Regions from separate parts of the Hordeum vulgare genome. Here region 1 is linked to region 2. Evidence: chromatin contacts called from public Hi-C data. All regions are on one chromosome and are shown on one strand. The core of a region is the stretch at or near the end of the contact, and the rest is flanking DNA. Distances in the headings are between cores, read along the strand shown. Region 1 has its middle 57 kb from the start of LOC123449243. Region 2 has its middle 51 kb from the start of LOC123449242.

Region 1 (5,198 bases), core at 1,192-3,691, 350 kb before region 2:
TTTCTTGAAAATATATGATTTTATTAAAATGGCTGAACTTTTTAAAAAAATCTGAGAACATAATTTCAAATTTGTGAACTTTTTTCAAGATCAATGAACGTGTTTGCGTTCGGAAGGCGAGAAAAATGCTCATGGTGCCATGCTCACGTGGTCCGTGTAATTCCAGAAAAATGCTCTTGCTGCCATGCTCACGTCTTTGCGTTCGTGTCACGTGTTGTACCTCTTGTCAAGAAAATGATACACAAGCTTTTCCTATTCACCGAAAGAAAACCCGAAGGAGACCAACATAAATAATTAAAACCAGATTAGAAAACCGAGCGGGAAAAAACTTGCACAATATTAGGCCTGGTCAAATCCTTCGGCTTATGGCAAGCCTAATACAAATCAGTATGAACAACATATAGCTCTGGGGGGAGCTCTCGTGTGCATTAGACAACTCGATCGGGCTCCGTCGTGAATCTTGCAACTAGCTCGAGACACAAAGGATTCAAGGATAATCTTTTTTGATGCAAACCGCTTGGATTCGGAAGGCGAGAAGTTGCTTGAGGCGAGGAGGAACAAGATCAGCATGCATAGGGAGTACGAGTGGGCGAGAGCGACGGTCGTAGCAGCCGACGTGGTCCGGATGACACCCAACGAATGATTTATCATGTTGACGAGACACGAGCGTTGAATTTCATTTTGGCATCTGGCATGTTTTTTTCTTTTCTTTCCTGCATTATTGAATTGGTGATGCGTTTTTTTTGTTATGTGATCGATATGTATGAATTTTCAAGTGTTGATACGAGAAGTTCGGCTCTCCGGTAGGACTTTTGAGGTGCCATCCGACAATGTTCTAAAAGTTTAGGGAACCGGGTTTGCCAAGTCCAAATGTTGGTGACCGGATTTGTCATACACAGACACACGCTTAACACGGCACACGACATCAATGCGATGAACCGTGCCCGAACGGAGAAAATGAGCAACCTTCTTCTTACCGCGGGTGTATCAAAGGGCCGTCCGTCGCCAACAGCTGCCGCCGTCTCCATGTACTCTGGATGTACGTACGTGCGCACCCACAATTTTGTTGACTTATATATGTAAATATATTTTCTCGGTCTTAAAATAAGTGTCTTAAGCTCAATACAATTTTATACCAAATCTAGTATAAAGTTGATGTACTATTTATTTTTGGACGGAGGGAGTAATAAGTTAGCTATAATATCGCTCCCGGTGGGAATTTGCGATCCATATGGCTGGCTGTCGGTAGCAGGATGGATCAGCCGTCGCTTATCCCACGTGCATGGCCGCGGGATAGCCAACAGACGGGATCGTATGCGTTAGTGATCTGCCCGTGACAGGACGGACCCGTCGCTACGTCGGACTCACAACCATAGCGCGCGCGGCTGACCCACCAGACGCCACGGACGTACTGCAGACGTTGGTACCCGTTGATGCCACACACCGCAGCCAGCACCGGATCCGTCCGTCCCCGTTGCACCGTGCGCTGTCGTCCCTCTGATGCATCCTGCATTTCGGAAACACCTGTTCCATCCTTTCAAAAGCAAGCCGTCGGCAGGTCGACCCGATCGTCAGCCAGATTCGGCCGATCGAGCTCCGGCCGGGCTCCGCATATATCCCCCATATCTCGCCCGATGTGATGCGCCGGCAAAAAGCAGCCGAGGGGGGCAACGCGATGATCCGCGGCCAGATCTCCCTCCCTCCCTCCGCTGCAAACCGCCCGTTTGCGCCCTCAAATCAGCGGCGATGACCCGACGCCGACGGTGCAGTGCAGTACGTGACGGGCCAGTTCAGCTCGCTCCACTCGGAGGCGATCTTTCGCCCCTACCGGCCGGTACAGTGCGGTACGTTCATGTCAAGCTCGACGGGATCGGCACGTACGCACGTACGTGTACGTACCTGGAAGCGGGATTTGATTGCACTAGGCGCGAATCAATCGACCGCCGCATGCATGCCTTGTTATGTACGTACAGGATAGGCACGAATAGTCAGCAGGGGACGGGGATGGGGACGGGCCCATACGATACGATACGGGCCATATCCTTTGCCCGGCGCCGGGGGCCATGCCTCGTCACTGTTGACACGGATTCCACGCCAAAGCTTAGCTTGCCATGCAAACGCTAATAATTCGGTGTGGAGTGGACAGTTGCAGGGGGCGGAGCATGGCCGTGCAGCGGCAGCAGACGGTTTTTCTTCTTCTTTTTACGAGAAGGGGAATAAAGAAAGAAAGAAAGCGTCGACCTGCAGCGTAGTTGCCCTGCTCTGCTCCACAGTTGGCTAATTGAGGGAGGTGGTGAGAGCGAGACGCATGACCCGCTGCGGCCAATGATTGTCTGCAGGGAGTCTTGCTTTTGCTTGTTACACGGGCGCCCGGCCCGGCCGGCGCGTCATGTGGGCTGCACCACCATATCCACAACCAAATCCACCCCGAATGATGATGGGAGACAGCCTAGTACTGCCGCCATCGCCCCGGATGCAACATGGATGGTCCCTCCATCTCGCTCTCGCTCTCGCTCCGCCAACGCGCCGCAGGCGTACCTGCTCTCGCCGGTTGCATCCACCCCTTACCATCCACCCCTTATTATCTGCTAGCTAGCTAGTACCACCGCTCCGTAAGATATCATCCAAGAACAGATCTCTCCTCAGTACGCGTCGCGCCGTGTCAGTCTGACGCGATGAGGACCGAGATTTGAGGATCCCGTTTCATGAATGAGTTGCGTCCAGATCCACAGCAGCCGCACGGCTACATGCATGCATGCAGGGAGGGAGCACTGGCCAAGGAAGCAGACGCTGCCGCTGCAGGGATGCCAGCCAGCCTACCGGACACGACGAACATTCTTTCAATAATTGCGTCTGGCAGCCACGCTGTGGCGCCAGCTCCGATCCGGAGAGCCAGAGATCAAGGCATGGACACGCAGACTGACTGATGATCAGGGAAAAGCCAAGGTCGAGAGGTTCGAAACGACGGTTGTTTTTGAATGCCGAAGCCGGCCGGCAGGGATCTCGGCGCCATGCGGAGCGCGGCGACGCGTCACGGCTAGTGGGGCGCCACATTGAACTCCCCTCTCGGCTCGGGATGCAGATGGGAGCGCGCGCGGTGGCATGCGCTGCGTGTGACCGGCGTTAACTCGTCGGACTAGATTACTGCACCCCGTTCCGTCCCGTTCGGTCACGGGAAACCGGCCGGCTTCCCGTCCGGACGCGCCGTGCATTTGCTAGCGAGCTGCTCCGTCCAAGGGTAGGACGCGCGTGAGCCGTGAGGGGCGGGAGATGCCGCGTGTACCGTCTGCATATTTTAGGACGGATCGATGGGCTATCTAGCCTGGATACTCATGATACTGCCACTAAGTATATTTTAACCCCATGCCTCCCTCGATCGTGTTTTGACTGGCAAGCGATGACATATTCTATTTCTACTCCATATAGAAACCCAAGGGCAAATGACATTTTAGGGGCTGGAAGCATCGAGTGACACTGGATACGTGCCCGTATCATTGGCACTGCATACAAGTTTTGACGTCTCTCACGATGTAACGGCGCACATATATTTTTACTAAAGTCGTGAATTCTGATCGTTTTCTTCTGATTTGCCACCCGCCATCCCATCAAATTAATCGCGTGCAAAAGAAAGCTCCCATCAGAATACTAGTTCCGAAACGTCATTCGGGTCGAAAGTTCTGGAGCAGTCCAAACTAGAACGTCAGCTGTAGTTTCTCCACTTGTTTTATTTTGCACGGTGAAACGCGGTTTGGAATAACTCCTCATCCCCACCGGCACCGGCCACCAGGCTGTTACTATCAGAGATCGGTTCCGGGCTGGGTCCATCACCCATCATTGAATCGGACACGTACATGACATGGATGACCTCGGACGGTTGCTGTAGCCCGATACCAGACGGCCCACTGGTAGTCGCACAACGTAACTGCCAGAGCAGCCACACAAAAGCACCCGAAAATTGACAATCCAATCCGCACGGAGATATAACTCTTGCCGCGAGTCCGGTTCAAGGTTGCGAGCGGAGCGAGCGTCGTAATCGATCATGCACAGATACAGAAAGTAAGTTGATACAGAAAAGTAGGGGGGAGTCTTTCTTTATTAATCATTGATCAGGGTATTGCACAATGGGGTGCTCTTCTCTTTATATAGCCTAGAGGTAAGGGGGATAAATGTCCACTTAACGTTAAGTGGGAAACGTTCGGTCAAAGGGAGGACGCTGGCCGAGTCAGGCCGCGCCGCTCCTATCGACCCGGTAGTTTTTCAACACTCCCCCTTGGACAGTTATCCGTCTGTGATTTGCAATCATGCAGGTTCGACGGGTACCCAGCGTCGGCGTAACCTATAAGAGATAGGTCTTGATTCATTTTACAAAATAGGCCAAGATCTTTGGTCCCTTGTGGGTAATGGAAGATGTACTTGATACCTTTCCAATGTCTCTTGGTAGGTTTAGAACTGTACCTAGCGAGCAAACTGACGGCAAAAGTAATGTCTCGTCGTGTACAGTTTGTAAGGTACATGAGTGCTCCAACTGCACTAACGTAAGGACCTCTGGTCTGAGAGTTTTCTCCCCCTATTCCTTAGGCCTAGACGGGTCCTTGTCTGGCTGTAAAGATCTCCCGGCCATCGGGGTCTTAGAAGGATATGCCTTATCAAATTCAAATCTTTCCAACACCTTCTAGGCGTAGGCCGACTGGTGCACTAGAATCCCGTCAGGGGAATGTTCAAGTTGCAGACATCAGGTAGACAGAACTTGGTTTTACCCAAATCCTTCATGTCAAATTCCGACATCAGGTAGGGAGTTGCTTCCTCAATATCCTTAGGTGTACCGATTATGTTTAAATCATCCACGTACGTTGAGATTATACATAATCCATCTTGGGATCGTCGTACAAAAATACATGGGCAATCTTTATTGCTCGTGCAGACCTTCTGATGAACGATATCTCTTAGGCGATTATACCACATTCTACCAGACTGTCTAAGTCCGTACAATGCCTTTTGAAGTTGAACATTGTATAGACTCATATTTGTTCTATCATGGTTCGGAACATGGATACCTTCAGGAAATTCATGTATATGTTCGAATCCAAGTTACCATATAGGTAAGAAGTGACAACATCCATTAATTTCATTTTCAAGCCCATGTTTAGTGCCATTGAGATCAAGTATCTAGAGGTAACTCCATCCATGACCGGGGAACA
Region 2 (5,650 bases), core at 2,708-5,207:
GAAATTTCTCAAATTGATCATTTCAGACTAAACCCGCACTTCATAATTCTTCTTAAGTGACTAATCATAATAAAAATTGTGCTTTTTTGTTACTGATTAGTCCGGGAGTCGTGGTTTTCTTTGAAAATCCTCTAGACTTGTCGTTTTGTGTAGCCCCAAGAATCGTGTATTTCTGCAATTTCCTCTTTCAGATATGAAACGGGGAGTAACCCGGTTCAAAAACAATTGTGTAAAAAATACCCCCCCCCCCCACCTCCCAATAAAGCTATATGCAAACCCCAGGTAAAACAAACTATATGTGCCTCCCTAATCACACGGTGAAATGACAAAGACAAAAGATAAATCTAATAGTCTCACTAAATTTCCAATGCACAAAGTAGCACATGTGACATCGCAAACATGAGAACGTCGCCTGAAATGTATTGGGAGTGTATAAGTAAAAAATTGTAAATTCGTTGACATTTCAATTATGTAACTATAGAAAAAAAAAAGGTTTTACAACACCCCTACATGTTTTGCTAAATAAATATCATTCGTCTTTCAAACATCTTTAATCAGGTTTAGCTTTAGCTCCTGTCAAAAAAAATTACTTTGAATGTTATTATGCTATTTTTAAAATTATGTGACATTAGAGCATCTACAGTCGGGCGTCTCAAACCCAACTCAAACGCTCGGGCGGACGCCCTGTCATGCACTAACCAGTCACAAAAATAGCGACCTAGAGGAGCGTCTCAAACTGACCTCAAACATTCAGGCTGACCGGCACCCCTCATATCTAGCCGAAATATGAGGCGGATATGGGGAGGCCCAGGCACGACAGGGCGCGTCCGCCACGTCGGACCCGATAGGCCCACCCCACCATAAATTGCAACAAATCCGCCAAACATTTCCCTTCCTCCTGCTTCCCTCCTACATTTGCCGCGTCCGAGCCCTCACCGTCCGCCACCCTTGCTCTCCATCCTTGCAGCCAGTCCCGATCTGTCACTCGAGATGTCGTCCAGCATGTTCCGGACCGTTGAGGCCGAGGTTGCATCTGCCTGCTTCATCGGCGTCCCGTCCTCGGTTTGTCCTGCAAGCGAGAGAGCGCTGCTCAGAGGAATTGCGACGAAGGCGGCGAGAGAGGGAAGCGTTGGCGTTGCAGGGGCGGATGCGGACATGGAGGAGCAGCTGCCCGCGCCCCCTCTCCACGATGCCCGGGACCCCGCACCCCATCCATCCAGTCATCGAGAAGGATCGCATCATCGCACCTAGTTGGGACAGAGGAGGATCCGACGACCGGTTAGGGGCATTCTGGAGAGCTTTCTACCCACACAGATGCGAGCTATGGACATTCGTCAATCGCCGCAGTTGGTTCGGGCACGAACAAGCACGAGCACAAGCGCCGCCTGGGCTGCCCATGACCTGTTTGGCGTAATGACACGACAAGCGGTATGTTCTTGTTGCTCTTGTACGATTAACTTTTCATATGATATGTTCAATGTTTTGCATATACCGGTAGTTCTTTTCGGACTTGATGAATGCTTGATAATTTAGGAGTTGACCATGTCGGACATGGTCAATGATAATCATGATCCAGCCCTAATGGAGTATGAATTGGGGGATCCAACCTGTCCTACAATTGAAATTGGGACACCATCAAATTCCAATCCAAGCAAAGGCAAGGGCGGCTACGGCAGGAGCGGCACATGCAGCAAGGATGTAGGTGGAGCATGCAGGTCAGATGCGGGTGGAGCAGGATGCAATGATGGCTTGGAAGCAGGCATCATGGATGGTGTCCGACGAGTGATCCAGCCAGCAGCCAGCGACTGATCGGACATTGATTTTATTTTGACATGTCCACATTGGTAAGCTATGATTTGTTTTGCTTTGTTTCAATCTGTTGAATTCGGACAATTTGTATCGTATAATCGACGTGCATGAATTACATGGATTTAAGGTTCCGCATTTGAGGTGTGTAGATGTGCGACAGCCCATATGAGGGGCCGCCCAGCGCTGTCCGTGGATGCGTTCGAACGCGCCCACCGGCGTATAGGGGCGGATTTGTCAAGTTCGGTTGTAGATGCTGTTAAATCACAATTTTGCAGATGGTTCTAATGTATGCGATGTTTAATTAATACATCAGTTTATATGTTAGATAGACTGCTGATATGTATAGTTACAAAAATCTGACTATTGTCGTCCAAAGGATAAATAGAGCAATAGATAGATACTACATGCAAGTGAACCATTCTAGTAGTCATGTCTTCACAACGTACTGTCTCATCTAGGTCGGGGACTTGTCCCTCGGTTTAAAGCTCTCTCCGTCTCGAATTATTTTTCTTGGATACGAATGTATGTAGACATGATACATCTATATCTAACAAATCTAGCATAAGTAATTTGAGACGGAGATAATTTATCATATGGATTTTCTAGTATATATATATCCCCTTTGGGAAAAAAATATACATCTAAATGAAATTGGGAGCGATGCTCCTCAATTACAAAGAAACTAAAAAATGTATATGGATGAAGAAAAATTGAATCTGAATTTCCATCATGTTGGGCATCGATAGAGCAGATCGAATAAAGCTCCCAAAACTGATCGGTCAGCAACCTGCAATATCCTGAGATGACGATATAAGTGAGAGCTCCAGTGCTACTGTCTTGTAAGGATCTCCTACTAGTAGCTCAAATTATTGATGGTGCATGCATGCATGAACCGTGACCTCACCACTATATTCTCTTCCAGATCAATTAGAAAATGGAATACTTTGCGTTTGTGTGTGCCTTCCATGATTCTTCTCACCAATTGCGCACCAATCATGCTGTACGCAAGCTCGTTCCGTGTCATGCAAGATCCAAGTGTTTGAATATCTGCAGTCATTTGTATGTCTATATTATTGTTGCTTTGTCTTTGTCCATTCTCATGATTGATTGAAGATCAGCTGATATAGCTGCTCAACTAATCCTCCATTGTTAATTGTTCATTAGCTATTGTTTGTCAATCATCAACCTAGCTAGCTTGATTATCCAACCACTAAACAAACATGTTTAGTATTGCACCCATACCAGTCATATATATCTTGTCATGGTTGTTGATGCATCAGTTGCGCTGCCTAACTTGTCCCTTCTCTTGATTTAGCAAGATGACCAATCATCATTTCTCTACGCCTATCGAGAGCTTTGTATTCATCGATGCTTCTCCAGGAAAAGGTTGATCATGTAGCAGCATTCCCCCAATGAGGTTCTTATCTAGTTCTATCCTAGTCACAAGTTGCTGTCGACTATTCGGTTTGCCCAAGTAAACAAAAGCCTGGCCAATGATGTGATGATTTTGAGCAAGAGAAAGTCTCCATGTGTAGTTGACACAAAGGTGAATTTTGTATCTCGATCATTGAGGAAATCTACTCATGCGTGTGAACTAAATTCTTCCCGCCCCAGGAAGGATTCCAAGTGATAAGGCATCAGGATAGATTTTTTTTCCATGTGCCTAAAGTGTGTTCAGATTACCTGCAATACTGTCGAAAATGCAGCCAAGGGTCCTGAGGAATCCTATGCCGATGAATAACTTCGGACAGCATGACGAGCACAAAGAAATTCTGATTAATGATGTATCGAGGAAAAGTACCACCCTAGTTCCTGCCTGTCCTACAAAATATCCTCTAAGAAAAGTCTGAAAATACTGTCCTGGACTTTTCGAAAAGCAAATAATAATAATAATAATAATAATTTCATGTTGCAGCAGTTGAAACTTCACTTCTGATTTTGAGGCATAAACATATGTCCTCGATATGAACAAACCTACCAGTTATTAGTTCCAGAGAAGTCTTTAGTTTTGTAGTTTAGAGATTCTAGGTGTCTTGCAGGAAGTAAACAGGCAAATGATTGATAATAGCAACCTGAGATCATGTCCATATCTTTTGTTTGCTTTCTGTCTGCTTGAATTGGCCCATCTGAGAGGCTAGGCCAAACCACCCCTCCATTAGTGCAATAACAAACGAATAGGCCAATCATTTGGTCATGTAAAGTAGTGGTTATAGTATCTTAATGCGCCATATGGCCGCCATCTGAAAGGGACTATGGATAACGCTCTCCTGTTTGTTTGGACTTAATTTTTAGGTCAAAGACGGTACTCGCCATTAAACAATGGACGCAAAGCAGCAGTGCACAAGCCAGGGACTAGATCTCATTGCATATTTTAGGCATTTCCTGGTGATGCATCATCCGTAGGTCAAACGTCAAGTGCTTATCACAACTAGTAGCCTTCGGCTGGCGGCAAGCCTTTTTGAAAAGGCTAGGGTTTGACTAGCTGTTATGAGGTGGAGATCATTAGTAACGTACGAGACAGTGTTCTCAGTCACTGATTAGAATGAGCCCCCGGCAGGTTGATTGCGTAATGTGTGAAGAGGGAAACAAAAAGGGTGTGAGCTAAAATAAGTGATCCTGGCCAAAGATAACCTTGTCAAATCATGGATATGCATATGTGGTCACTTGAAGAAATGTCTATGAAGATTGAAGGATCAAGACGTCGAGAACAAAAAGAATTTACTTGAGATGAGATCACGGGATTTCACCTGCTCCCATATGAAGCCAGTATCCTTTTTTTCAAAAGGAAAAATAAAACGTGCGGCCAAGATGGTGCTGGAAGGTCTGAACGTTTCGTGCTCTGAAAAATCAAGAGCCCACTAGGCATGAAATGGTTTGTTTGTTTGTTTGTTCGGATACGAAGTTGAAGCTGACCTGCTGCCTTGTGCGTGTCGACCGAGCTGGAATTCCCCGCCCCGCCTGGTGGTGTGCTCGATCGTCAGCTTTGACAATCGGGTACTGGCAAGGACATTCCATAATATCTTGGAAAGTATATGATGGTGTCCAGAGAAGGTTAATCGATCATAGTCAGCAACCACCAATCATCGCGCCCAATCATTTCCTTCTTACGTTAGTCCAACCCGTTCTGACCGTAAAAAGGCCCTCCTCTTCCCTGAAGAACTTCGTCGAACAGAGCACATCTTGTTGTACTGTATAATAATAATTGGCCCTATTGTTTATAACAGATTACCAAACAGCTTATCTAATCTTTATTCTTTAGAAGAAGAAGAAGAAAACATGTCTAATCTTCAAGACATCGAGTACAAGTTGAGAACCATCAACTATACACGCCGTGCCAAAGGAAAATGATCACACGACATACTCATCATGAAAGAAAAATGTGAAGAACAAGGAATAAAGTTAGGGTGAAGGTCAGAGGCGTCGTCTCCAGCATTCCATGGCTGGCGGCACACATGACACGGCAGTGCAAGCAAGAATGGCCCGGGCGCTATCATGACGCACTGGAAGGCACGGGGATAAGGATCTTTGCGCAGCAACGATGGACCGAGCAATACGACATGTATGTACGACGCACTCCGGAAGGAAGCCGATGGATGTCAAAGGCGGCAATAGATGCGTGCGTGCGTGCGTCGTCGAACGGCCATTCGACCGCGGCGGGGGTTGAAAATTGAAAATTACGGCCAAGCGAAGCGAAGCAGATAAGGGCGGCAAGTAATCGTGCTCGTGCGCTGCATTGCATGGCGAGGCGATCGTGAGATCGTCGATCAACCACCGCGTAGGCGTAGCAGTTCCGGCTAATTATTATCATTGCCGTCGCCGTGCGGGATGACGAGGGCGCGGC

Evidence for each region. A called contact is a pair of places that touch in the nucleus more often than the background predicts.
Region 1: a contact with region 2 is called in a Hi-C map of leaf, with 4 times the contacts expected there. The contact joins two enhancer-like sites. A contact is called at or near these places in 2 of 6 Hi-C or Micro-C datasets (leaf and seedling).

The regions. Positions count from the first base shown.
Region 1 is chr4H:520,564,259-520,569,456 of MorexV3_pseudomolecules_assembly, reverse strand. No RefSeq gene overlaps it. Among protein-coding and RNA genes, the nearest start is that of LOC123449243, 57 kb to the right of the region's middle. Within about 2 kb of position 2,441, at least 3 of the 3 cell types and tissues checked have open chromatin away from gene starts, as enhancers often do. A contact at or near this core is called in leaf and seedling, where this site is marked.
Region 2 is chr4H:520,215,523-520,221,172 of MorexV3_pseudomolecules_assembly, reverse strand. No RefSeq gene overlaps it. Among protein-coding and RNA genes, the nearest start is that of LOC123449242, 51 kb to the right of the region's middle. Within about 2 kb of position 3,957, at least 3 of the 3 cell types and tissues checked have open chromatin away from gene starts, as enhancers often do. A contact at or near this core is called in leaf and seedling, where this site is marked.